Linked DNA regions of Gossypium raimondii: region 2 is linked to region 1. Evidence: chromatin contacts called from public Hi-C data. All regions are on one chromosome and are shown on one strand. Each heading gives the region's core, a stretch centred on a gene start, on an enhancer-like site or on the middle of the called end of the contact. The rest is flanking DNA. Distances are from core to core; before and after follow the strand shown. Region 1 holds the start of LOC105776799 (ATP-dependent RNA helicase DEAH11, chloroplastic). Region 2 holds the start of LOC105777602 (pentatricopeptide repeat-containing protein At4g39620, chloroplastic).

Region 1 (6,274 bases), core at 2,619-5,118:
TTCTGGTGGCAAAATTGCACCTTAAGACAATCAGCTTTGACTTTATCATCATCATTTCCCACCCTGCAAAATATGCTACTGGCATTTGCCATAACAGCAGCAAGAACAAGGCCTTCCCTACACAGGCCACAATGAAAGCAACTGATAATCAGTTTGCCAAGACGAGGCTCAATCCCCAATTTTACCAAGTACCGTCCTTCATCAGTTAATTCAAAAACACCATTCTTTTCCACAATGGCTCCCAACTGGATAAGATTCCTAGTTGCTGAATCAATGGCTTTAGGACTAGGCGCATCAACAAAATCAAAAGTCTGAATATTCTTGATTCCTAAAGCAAGGATCCTCAAAACTGCAATACCAAGATGAACTCTACAAATCTCAGGCTCCTGATTAGAAGTCATCAACTCAAAATCACTTTCTGTGTATAGTCTGTAGCATCTTCCTGGTTCGGTCCTCCCAGCACGACCAGCCCGTTGATTAGCAGAACTCTGGCTGATCCAGCACACTTTTAGAACATTCATCCCAGTTCCAGGTTCAAATTTACTCTCCTTGACCATACCAGAATCAATTACATACTTGACCCCAGGAATTGTAAGTGAAGTCTCTGCAATATTTGTTGCAAAAATAATTTTTCTCTTCCCAGGGTAGTTCTGGAAAACATGACATTGCTCTTCAAAGGATAGCTTTCCATGCAATGGTAAAACAATGGCATTTGGAGCTTCAAAATGATCGCAAGCCCATTCTACTTCCATCTGGGAAGTCAAAAAGGCGAGAATATTCCCTTCTTTCTCTGTTTTGTGAACCTCAGCAGCCATCCTCAAGACATAAGAAACATATGTCGCAACCATACCAGAACCAGAAGTTCCCTCAGTTGCACAAGGAACATACTTAATATCAACAGGAAAGTTTCTACCCTCCAAATGAAAGATTCCACACCCAAAAAAGTAGTCTGACAGTTGATTGGCATTAGCTGTTGCAGACATTATTACAAGCCTTAAATCAAATCTTCGGCCAAGTAAATCTTTAACCAATGCCAAAAGAAGATCAGTGTTCAGACTTCTTTCATGGGCCTCATCAACGATGATGCAAGAAATGCCGGACAAATTCTTATCCTTCATATAATGCTGCAGTAAACAGTGGTCAGTCATATATATCACCTTTGAATGAAACTGCTGAGAGGATGAAAATGTTGAATAACAAATGACTGAGTTATCACTGTAGCACCCGATGCTTTCTTCTCTAACTCTTTTTGCTAATGAGATGGCAGCAATCTTTCGTGGCTGAGTACATACAATTGACTCATTTGCAGCGATTCCTGAATCAGAAAGAAACTGAACCAGCTGGGTGCTCTTTCCTGAACCAGTCTCTCCAATCAACACCGTTACCTGGGCATTGAATAGTTGTAAGAGAAAATCAAAGGAAAATATCTACATTATAATAAGATATAAACACCAAAAAAACATAGGAACAAAATAAATAGAAATCTAAAGAGAATATCCTAAAAATCTGGCAGTTATTATCTACTATTGCATGGGGAGATAAATGAATCTTTTTTTATAACACCTAGGATTTTTTAGGCGTCGCTGCAATTTTAGCGGCTGCTTCCTACTTGCTTATTTCATCCTATGATAAGTTTTCAACCTTCTTGGTATTTAAATATTTTGCATCCATTTTCCATCTCCAAATACCATCCGAAATCCTAATTCCAGCAATTGAACCGAAACTCATGCAATTCTCTGGAAACTACCCTATGTGTCATGTAATTAGTATTGAGTTCCTCAATAATTTCACCAAACACAAGTTTAGAACCCAAACAGTAGCAGAAATCTAAAAGGTCCAGAAAATGGTCAAAATATACAGTCAATGTAAAGAAAATAACCCTACGTTGAATTTCACATGGCAAGAATATAAACTTACTTACAAAGGTTTTACACTTTGTTGCACTCAAACTACATTATAAATAGAATTAAGCACCAAGATAGGGGAAAAAATGAATACAAATGAGAAAAGAGAATATCCTAAAAATCTTGCAGTTATTATCTACTACCGCATGGGAAGTTAAATGACTCTTTTTGTGTGTGCGCGCACGTGAGAGATTGATGACACCATGAATTTGTTAAGCCTCACTGCCAATTTAGCTGCCGATTCCTACTGGCTCATTAGTGGCTCTTACCCAGCGTTTTCAACCTTTATGATATCTCAATATTTTGTATCCACTTCCTAGCTCTAAATACCATCTCAAATCCTAATCCCAGAAATTGAACTGCCTGCTCATGCAATTGTCTATAGACTATCCTATGTGTCATCTAATTAGTATTGAATTCCTCACTAATTTCACTAAACACAGGGATATTATCCAATACGGTAGCAAAAATCTTAAAAGTCCAGAAGAGAATTTATAGTGTTACATGTTCATCTAACTATAAATATGGAAGTCAACACTGAATCATAAGTTAACATCTTTAGGTATAACCTTCTGTATTTTCAATTAGTTAACACATAACATAAATGAACACAATTATAATATACAGACAATGTTAAGAAAATAATCGTTTTTGAGTTTCACATGCTTTTTCAAGTCTTTGAACTCTAATTACACTGTCAAATTATAAGGTGATAATCCTTTAAAAGAACACATCTTGTGCATATATGATGATGGAATTTTTAATCTCCAAACCAACTTTCACATTCTTAAATTGCATCACTAAGATTTTACAATATATATGATGATAATCCAAATCTATCTACCAAAACAGAAAAATGGAGGAGAAATAAATGATTACCTGTTGACCATGTATTCTAGTAAGAATTTCTTGCCTATGAGCATAAATAGGCAAACCATCTTCCAACCTTCTACATTCCCTCAAAATCAGCTGATGGATTAGCTTCCAATCAAGCTCTCCTTCAACCCTATAAACCTCCACACCTTCATCCCCTTCCTCATTCCCAATTTCCCCAGTTTCCAAGCACCTCAACAAGCTCCTCATCCCTCCCTTAAACTCCTTCAACCGCTTCGAAATCGTAGACCTTTCCGCCTTTAAAGCTTTCTTCTTGTCATCCAACTCATAAAACCTTCCCAGCGAATATTTCCTCTTACCCATTTGTCCAGACAAGTCAGCGATCTCATCGGATTTTTCATTGATTTTTTTCTGCCACTTCCTAACCAGTTCCCCTTCCATCAATCCCGTTATATGGCTCGAGAAAAGGGTTTTAAGGTTTTGATTGAGCTCCACCAGGTCAGAAGGCACGATGACGTTGGAAATAAGCTTGGGAGTGTAATGGATGGACCCATCAAGGCGGGAACGCCATAAATGGAGAACTGAAGAGAGGGTTTTGCTCCATTCTTGGAAAATTAGGGAAGCGGCGATTTTACCAGTGGTGTAAATGTGAGAGTTTTGGGGGGATGGGTCGAGTTGGGAAATAAGAGTTTGGAGGTTGTTCGGTTTGGAAGGAGAGGAGGAGAAGTCATGGAGGAGTTGAATTATGAAGTTTGGGCGGTGAAGGGCGTTGGAGTTGACGGAACCTTCGGTGGTGGATGCTGGCGGCAGAAAACGGCGGCGGTAGTATTGGTTGTTGACAGCCTGAAAATTGGGTACACGACGGAACTTGTTTTGGTAGCTAGATTGTTGGTGCTGGCGCTGGAGGTACGGTTTATGGCCACCCGGCGGCGGCGGGTGACGGTGGTTGGAGGATGAAGAGAAGTTCTTCATGGCATAGAGAAAACAAAACAAAATCTAGAAATTTCAGCTGTTTTTATTTTATTTTATTATTTCAGTTTTTATGAAAGTTGAAGCAGAGAAGAAGAAAGTGAGTCACTGAGTGAGCGAGCAAGCGAGTAGAAGACAAAAAAAAAAAGACGAGGAAAATAAAAAAAAGCAGTGTTCTTTTTAAATTTCTCTCTCTATATATATTTAAGAAATTTCAATTTCTAGAAAACGGAATTTGAGGGAGTTAGGTTTCCTGTTAAATATAGAAGTCGTATTGGTCAAGGAAGTATTATTTTATGAGTTAATTTCGATGTATATCTAATAAATATATTACTAAAATTTATATAAAATTTTAGATATTATTTAGAATTATAATAAGTTTGAAATTTAGGAAATTAAGACATTATTTTTCTTGTATAATTTCATATATATATATTCTCTAAGTTTGATTGTAAATGATGAAAATTATATTATGATTTTTTTTCTTTTTCTTTCCTTCTTTTTTTTTTCTCCTCTAACAACAGCAGTTACGCTCCTCTTTTTTTTCTCTTTCTTTCTTGTCAATTTAACATAGTATTAGCTCGGACCAATAGAATGATGTTTAGTACTGAAATGGAGTTTAATGCCCAAAGCCTCATGAAGTTTACTCCAAAATTTCGATGTAAACCGTGGATCACGATCAGAAATAATAGATGTCGGAACTTCGTGCAACCTCACAATCTCTGGCACATATAATTCCGCTAACCTCCCAAGTAAGTAATCTATTCTGATTGGAATAAAATTGGCCGACTTATTTAATCTATCAATAATCACCCAGATCAAATATTTCTTTTTCGGAGTTACAAGCAAACTAGGTACAAAATCCATCGTGACTCGCTCTCACTTCCATTCAGTAATCATAACAGGCTATAACAATCTAGACGACACCTGATGTTCTGCTTTTACCTGTTGACAAATCATACATTTGGCTACGAACTCACAAATCTCACGTTTCATACCCAATCAGCAGTATAACTACTTCAAATCACAATACATCTTCGTGCTACCTAGATGAATGGAATATGTACTATTGTGAACCTCTAATAGTATATCACGTTTCAAATTTAAATTATCCGTAACACAAATTCTATCGCGAAAATGCAATGTACCATCATCACCAATACTCTATTTAGTAGTCAAATTATCCAAACAAGTTTCGTTTCATTATCAACTTCGGATCGTCATCTTGCAATTCCCGAATTCATTGTAGAAACAAGGGTTTAGTCTTCAATTTCGCCAATACAGAACCATCAGCATTCAAAGCCAAATGAGCATTCAACACTCGAAGTGCAAACAATGATAACTTTCTGCTGAGTGCATCCGCAACCACATTAGCCTTTCTCGGATGGTAATCAATAACAAAATCATAATCTTTCAATAGCTCTAACCAACGTTGCTATCTCAGATTCAGTTTTTTCTGAGTCATTAAATATTTTAAGATTTTGTGATCAATATACACGTGACATTTCTCGCCGTATAAATAATGCCTCTATATCTTCAAAGCGAAGGTAATAGTGGCCAGCTAAAGATCGTGAGTAAGATAATTCTTTTCATGCGGCTTTAATTGTCGAGAAGCATAAGCTACCACTTTCCCTGATTGCATTAACACGCAACCTAAACCATTGAGAGACGCAACACTGAAAACAACATATGTCGTTCCAGATTCAGGCTGAGTTAATATTGGAGCTTCTGTTAACATGTTCTTCAACTGATCAAAACTTTGTTGACACTTATCAGACCAAACAAATTCAATGTTTTTCTGTAATATCCTAGTCATAGGTGAAGCAATAATCGAGAAGTTTTTAACGAATCACCGATAGTATCCGGCTAATCCTAAGAAACTTCAGACTTTAGAAACGTTCTTCAGAATTTTCCATTCAACAATCATAGATACTTTATTTAGGTCAACCCTGATTCCATTCGCAGATATAACATATCCTAGAAAATCTACTTCTCGTAGCTAAAATTCACATTTACTAAATCTCACATATGTTTATTTTTCACGCAAAGTTTACATTACAACTCTTAAATATTCGACATGATCTGACTCGTCCAGTGAATAAATCAGGATATCATCAATGAATACCATAACAAACAGAACTAAATATGGCTAAAATACTTGATTCGTCAAATCCATGAATGCCGTAGGAGCATTGGTCAAACCAAATGGCATCATCAGAAATTCGTAGTGACCATATCTAGTTCTGAATACAGTTTTCAGTACATCTTGCTCTTTAACTCAAAGCTGATAATATCCAGATCTCAAGTTGATCTTTGAAAACAATGTAGCTCATTTTAACTGATCGAACAAATCATCAATACGAGATAACGGGTATTTATTCTTGATGGTGGCTCTATTCAGTTGTCAATAATCTATACATAGTCTCATTGACCCATCTTTCTTCTTCATGAACAAAACTTGAGCACTCTAATGTAACACACTCGATCGAATAAATCACTATCTAACAACACTTGTAACTATGCTTTTAACTCTTTCAATTCTATAGGATCATCCTGTACGGTGTTAT
Region 2 (5,800 bases), core at 1,332-3,831, 410 kb after region 1:
AAATGCTGTGTCATATTCGATCTCTCGTGTAATCTTGCAAGGTTGTTGGAGTTTTGTACCCATGAGATTCCTCAAGCATTCCTCTCAGGGCCTGATACAAACCTTCGAAGACTGACCGAGTTGATTGTCTTCATTCTGAACTATATAACTTCAGCATCAGATGTCGAGTTTTTTGACTTGTAAGTTGTCACCCGACTGAGTTAATTTATACGACTGTCTTTTTCTTTATAAATTATAATGTGTAATATCCTGATTATGTTCCACATTAATACTATAATATGTTGTGTAATGAGAGGCAAATGTTACTTGAGTTTCTTTTATAAAGTTGCATGCAAGATATTTGATGAACTAGAATTTTTGTTTTTATTCCTAGTTCTTTTTATACTAAATACTACTCAGACTTGGGAACTAGATTTCTGATATCTTCAATTTTTCTTAGTTTTTTTCCCCATGTATTTGTGTCTTTCAAGGATTATTTTCTCATACCCATTTTTAGAAAAAGTTAATATAGGTTTCAGATACATGTTCTTCAAGAAAAATAATTGGAGCAACATAGCTTTATGTTTAAGTCAGCATCTTATTTTTCTTTCATTGAAAATTTCGAATTCTGGTTGATATATCTTGTATATATCAGTGGACACATTCTACTTTTTTGATGAACGGACCAGTTGCATTGGCCTAGTTATTAGTGGAACTAAATATAACTGTATGACTTGTTAATTAACATATGAAAAAATGGTAACATAAAATACTTGTTTTTGTCTTTTTATGAACAGGTCACTTAGACGGCATGGTCAATCTTTGGAGAAAGTAAACCGAGGCATGATATTAGCTCCTCTAGTAGGGATCATTGTGAATTTGTTGGATGCTAGCACAGATTCCAAGTTCAAGGAACACAATGATATCGTGGGTGTTTTTGCAAACATGGATTGCCCTGAAACTATGCATTATGGCTTGCAGTACATGTTAGAGTATAATTGGGTTAGTACTGTTATCCCTTATATATCCAAGAATCCACCATGTTTCATTTTGCTCCATGGCATTTTGATCGGATGTTTGCGAGCCAGGGACATTTTTTCTTTTCATTTCAAGGTTATGATTCTTACAGTCTTTTAACTCTCATACACCTTTGATTTCCAGGCTACATCATTTAGGGGAGAAGCATATGTGCCTAAGCTTTGCCGGCTAGAGAATTTCTTGGCCCTCCTTATCAGCCATACTGATTCAAAGAAGATCGAGGGGCTTGAATGTGGAGAAAACAATGCCGACGATGGCATGTGCTGCATCTGTTACGCTTCGGAAGCCGATGCACAGTTCATACCGTGTTCCCACAGGTCTTGCTATGTTTGCATAACTAGACATCTTTTAAATTGTCAAAGATGTTTCTTTTGCAATGCCACTGTCTTGGAAGTAGTCAGAACCATAGAAAACACAGTTGAAAGATAACTAAGAATCTTATATTGTTTGAGGAAAATGGGGAAGAAAGCCAGAGAAAGTTGAAAAAAAAGTAGGTTTTTTGGTTTGTTTGTTCATTTTATTGCTTATGCTTTTGTTATTAAGGATTTATATTCTTATATATATACCCTTAAAGAAGTGGCATGTAGCTAGAAGTCGGGGGGTTGGAAAATGAGCGTCAGCAAGCCCTTTGTTTAATCCTCAGGCTGCAGTTTCAGTTGTACCTGGGAAAATAAAATTCTGGGTACACTACGCATTTTGTAGTTTGAGGGGCAGTAGTTGTAAATATGAGATGTAAATGGCAAGGAAAATAAGATAAAGAAACGAGTGCTTTTTTGGCTGATTATTATTCAACAATCCCAAGTAGCATAAGACTACTAAAATAACAAATAGTAGCCAACTTTTCATATTTATTTCTTAAAAAGAAAAAAGAAAAGAAAAACCCATCTATGTATTGGCTATTATTTCCTTGGTTCGAAAGGTGGAATCTTTTACCCTTGGAATCAACTCAAATAAGATTTGGCCCATTCGCTTCACTTATCATTTTCTTTATTACGTCTAATTGATTTTAGTTTAAATTTGATAATGATGTTCTACTGCTCAACTAAGAGTGAACAAATTCTAATTAAATAAGACAATTGAATCCTTTTTGTGCACGCTTCAATAATATTATTATTAGTATTATCTCAAATCAAATATCTTCGTTGAGCTTAAATCAAACTCCAAAATGGATTAAATTTGGATTTTGTACCGAATTTGAACGGAATACAGATATTTAGGGAGGTCGATAGGGTATCAGCTCAATTACCAAAAGCTCATTGTTATCCAAATTACACATTATCGTGGTTTTTAATAACTTATCAGTTCAAATGGAGTCTTACAATTGGTGTCTCAAGAACCATTACTATTTGAATAGATATAAATTTATATAAAAACCTAGCACCTGGGATCCGTGGCGCAATGGTAGCGCGTCTGACTCCAGATCAGAAGGTTGCGTGTTCGATTCACGTCGGGTTCAAAATCCCGATCCTTCCGGATCTATATTTTTCCCTTAGTTTTTTGCATGGGTAGTTTCGTCATTTACTTTCTTCCCGAAACTCTCCATATTTATAAAACAACCCCCGAGAAGCCCCCCCTATCAGCAGCTCCAAACACCGAAAGCTAAAAATAAAATGCCCCTAATTTTATCACCTTACTCTCTGCAACTCTCCACATTCCCTTCTCCTTTTAAACGTAATTCTTCACCAACTAACATATCCTCCCTCACCCAACCATGTAATCTTCCATCCCGACCCATCACACGAATATCCTGTACCACCCGACCCAGGAGGAAAACGGGTTCTTCAAAACCTGAGGACGCCGAAGCCAAGGAACTAGTTCGGGTCTTAATGAGAAGTTTCGGCGACAAAGAGCCGTTGGTTAAGACATTGAGCAGGTATGTGAGAGTTGTGAGATGCGAACACTGTTTTCTCCTGTTTGAAGAACTCGGCAAAACTGATAAATGGCTTCAATGCCTTGAGGTTCCTTTCTCCCTTTCTCGATTTTTGTTTCCCCCTTTTTGGTTCATTTTTAAGGTTTAGGGTATTTGGAATTTTGCATTTTCAGTTTGTTCTTAATACGGGTGTTCTTCGAAGATTTTTTTTGGAAAAGATAAAAAAATAAGTAAAGGAAACTAAACTTATCTCGTTATATTCATAGCTGTTATAATTACAGAATGGGTTCGGGCATAATGATCTGTTAGTACTAGTAAACAGGTAAAAGCAGCAATCAAGTGGAACTTAATGAACATATGAGTTGAGAGCAAATCTTTGTGTTAGAGAATTTAAGCTTCTTAAAGTGTCCTGTATTGCTGTTGGTAGCTGGAAACTTGGATGAAGTAAATCTGTTTGACTACTTACGTACTGTACCTTTCAGGTTTTCAGATGGATGCAGAAACAAAGGTGGTATATTGCCGATAATGGGGTTTACTCGAAATTGATTACGGTTATGGGAAAGAAAGGCCGAACTAGAATGGCTATGTGGCTCTTCTCTGAGATGCGTAACAGTGGTTGTCGGCCTGATTCTTCGGTTTATAATGCTCTTATCACCGCCCATCTCCATTCCCGTGATAAAGCCAAAGCTTTGGACAAAGCTTTGGGTTACTTCAACAAGATGAAGGGAATTGAACGGTGTAAACCCAATGTTGTCACTTACAATATTCTTTTGAGGGCCTTTGCTCAAGCTCGAAATGTGGATCAAGTTAATGCTTTGTTTAAGGATCTTGCTGAGAGCAGTATTGCCCCTGATATATATACGTTTAATGGTGTGATGGATGCATATGGGAAAAACGGGATGATCAGAGAGATGGAGTCTGTTCTTTCTCGGATGAAAAGCAATCAGTGTAAGCCTGATATTATTACATTTAATGTGCTTATTGATTCTTATGGCAAGAAGCAAGAATTTGATAAGATGGAACAAGTGTTTAAGAGCTTGTTGCGCTCCAAGGAGAAACCTACCCTTCCTACATTTAATTCGATGATCATAAATTATGGCAAGGCGCGGCTTAAAGAGAGAGCTGAAAATATTTTCAAAAGGATGACTGATATGAAATACACACCAAGCTTTATCACCTACGAAAGTCTTATAATGATGTATGGATTTTGTGATTGTGTTTCTCGGGCGAGGGAAATATTTGATGAGATTGTTGACTCTGGGAAGGAAATGAAAGTTTCGACCCTAAATGTCATGCTTGAAGTTTACTGCAGAAATGGTCTACCTATGGAAGCCGATAGGCTATTTGATAAGGCAAATAACATTGGGGCGATTCCCGATTCATCGACATATAAACTTCTATATAAGGCCTACACGAAAGCTGACATGAAAGACCTTGTACAGAAGTTGGTGAAAGAAATGGAAAAAGATGGTATAGTCCCTAATAAGAGATTCTTCCTAGAGGCTCTTGAAGCCTTTGGATCTCTACCGGCTAGTCCAGGTTCCGTTCAAGCCACAAGGAGTGGCAGGCCTGAGACTAATGCAAAAACTGAGGTTAAAGTAATTAATTGACTGGTTCTTTGTTATTTGGGTCTCCTTCCAACTAAGCCTGCATCAGAGCAATGGATGGTTTTCAATTTCAGCTATATTGACTGTTTTCCCCCACAAAATGCTGCCGGTATATGTCTCCGTTTGTTCTCTTATTTTCTGTTTGCATAGCAAAGCTTATACCCTATTAATGAGAATCACTTTGTGTGCTTGATTTTCCATTTAAAAATATAATATTGTTTTCTAAATTGTTGACAAAGATCACAGATTTAACCATGTCATGTGTTCGATCTGCATCTTGTTGCATCATTGTTAGTGGACTAGATAGTAAGCATACTTTCAGTATAGGATCCAGTGACAACTTTCTGTGCTTGTAGTATTTGGTTCATTGTTCTTTTATGACATTGACATCTAGTTTCCTGCTGTTCAGTTTGCTATTCTCTAATTGTGTTTTTTGATAAATGCGATGTGTTGTGTTGAAATGAACTGAGAGTAGTAGTTTTTCAGACATCTTTAATTGAAATGAGCCAGATTAATTTGTTTCATATTTCAGGGCAATGAACCGATTCTTCCCTCTGGTTTAATCTGAATGCAGTCCGCTTTCAAAGGCAATGCAATAAGACAATGAATGCAGAACGTTGGTCGTATTGCAGGCTTTATCCATACTCAGTTGTAGTTACAAAGAGTTCAGACAGTTGGGTATCTTCCTCGAATCGTAAGCAGGTACTTACAGCAATATTGTTTTGACTCTTCATTTTGCGTAAAGGATGGTTGCATCCGATATCAGTATCTAACATATATTTGGACTATGGTTATGAGTGTATGATTGTTCAAATGTATGAAAGAAATCGAGTATATTTGTGTTGAATATATTTCGTTTTCCTTAAGGAAGCCTATATGTTGGATAATACTAAACTCATGTTATTCAATGGTAAGAGGATGGCAATGTTTTTTGTAATATCCAAATTCACATAAATGCTTCAAATTTTAATTTCTTTTATTATTTGCATGAAATGCTAATATTATTATTATGTGTTTGAATTTGTAATGGATAACACTATTATATGAGTATTCAATTCAAGTTTATAGATGAGCAAATAACAGATTTTGTTGAATATTAGCAAAAGAGATCAGATACTGATTTACTTATAATGAAGACAGATTATGAAGATGTTTAAATGAATCTAATTGCAAATAATCAATATGGTCTTTTAATATAATCTATTTTATTCCAAAACAATTACAAATTATCTATTTGCTTAAGTAAATTAAAATTAAAAATTATATAATTCAAAGACTACTTCAAATATATTCAACATGAATTTTT

Evidence for each region. A called contact is a pair of places that touch in the nucleus more often than the background predicts.
Region 2: a Hi-C map of leaf shows a contact between it and region 1, with 2.0 times the contacts expected there. The contact joins the promoter of LOC105777602 here to the promoter of LOC105776799 in region 1. A contact is called at or near these places in 2 of 2 Hi-C or Micro-C datasets (both in leaf).

Annotation. Positions count from the first base shown.
Region 1 is chr10:13,231,048-13,237,321 of ASM2569854v1, forward strand. LOC105776799 (ATP-dependent RNA helicase DEAH11, chloroplastic) reads right to left here and starts at 3,869. Exons shown (of 3, transcript XM_012599710.2): 1 at 2,784-3,869; 2 at 1-1,385. The coding sequence starts at 3,710.
Region 2 is chr10:13,645,015-13,650,814 of ASM2569854v1, forward strand. It overlaps LOC105777602 (pentatricopeptide repeat-containing protein At4g39620, chloroplastic), which reads left to right and starts at 2,582. Exons shown (of 3, transcript XM_052622709.1): 1 at 2,582-2,975; 2 at 3,370-4,603; 3 at 5,069-5,468. The coding sequence starts at 2,628. The coding sequence ends at 4,497. It overlaps LOC105776800 (E3 ubiquitin-protein ligase RKP), which reads left to right. Exons shown (of 11, transcript XM_012599712.2): 9 at 1-179; 10 at 777-981; 11 at 1,141-1,804. The coding sequence ends at 1,446. It overlaps TRNAW-CCA (transfer RNA tryptophan (anticodon CCA)), which reads left to right and starts at 2,402; the gene lies at 2,402-2,473.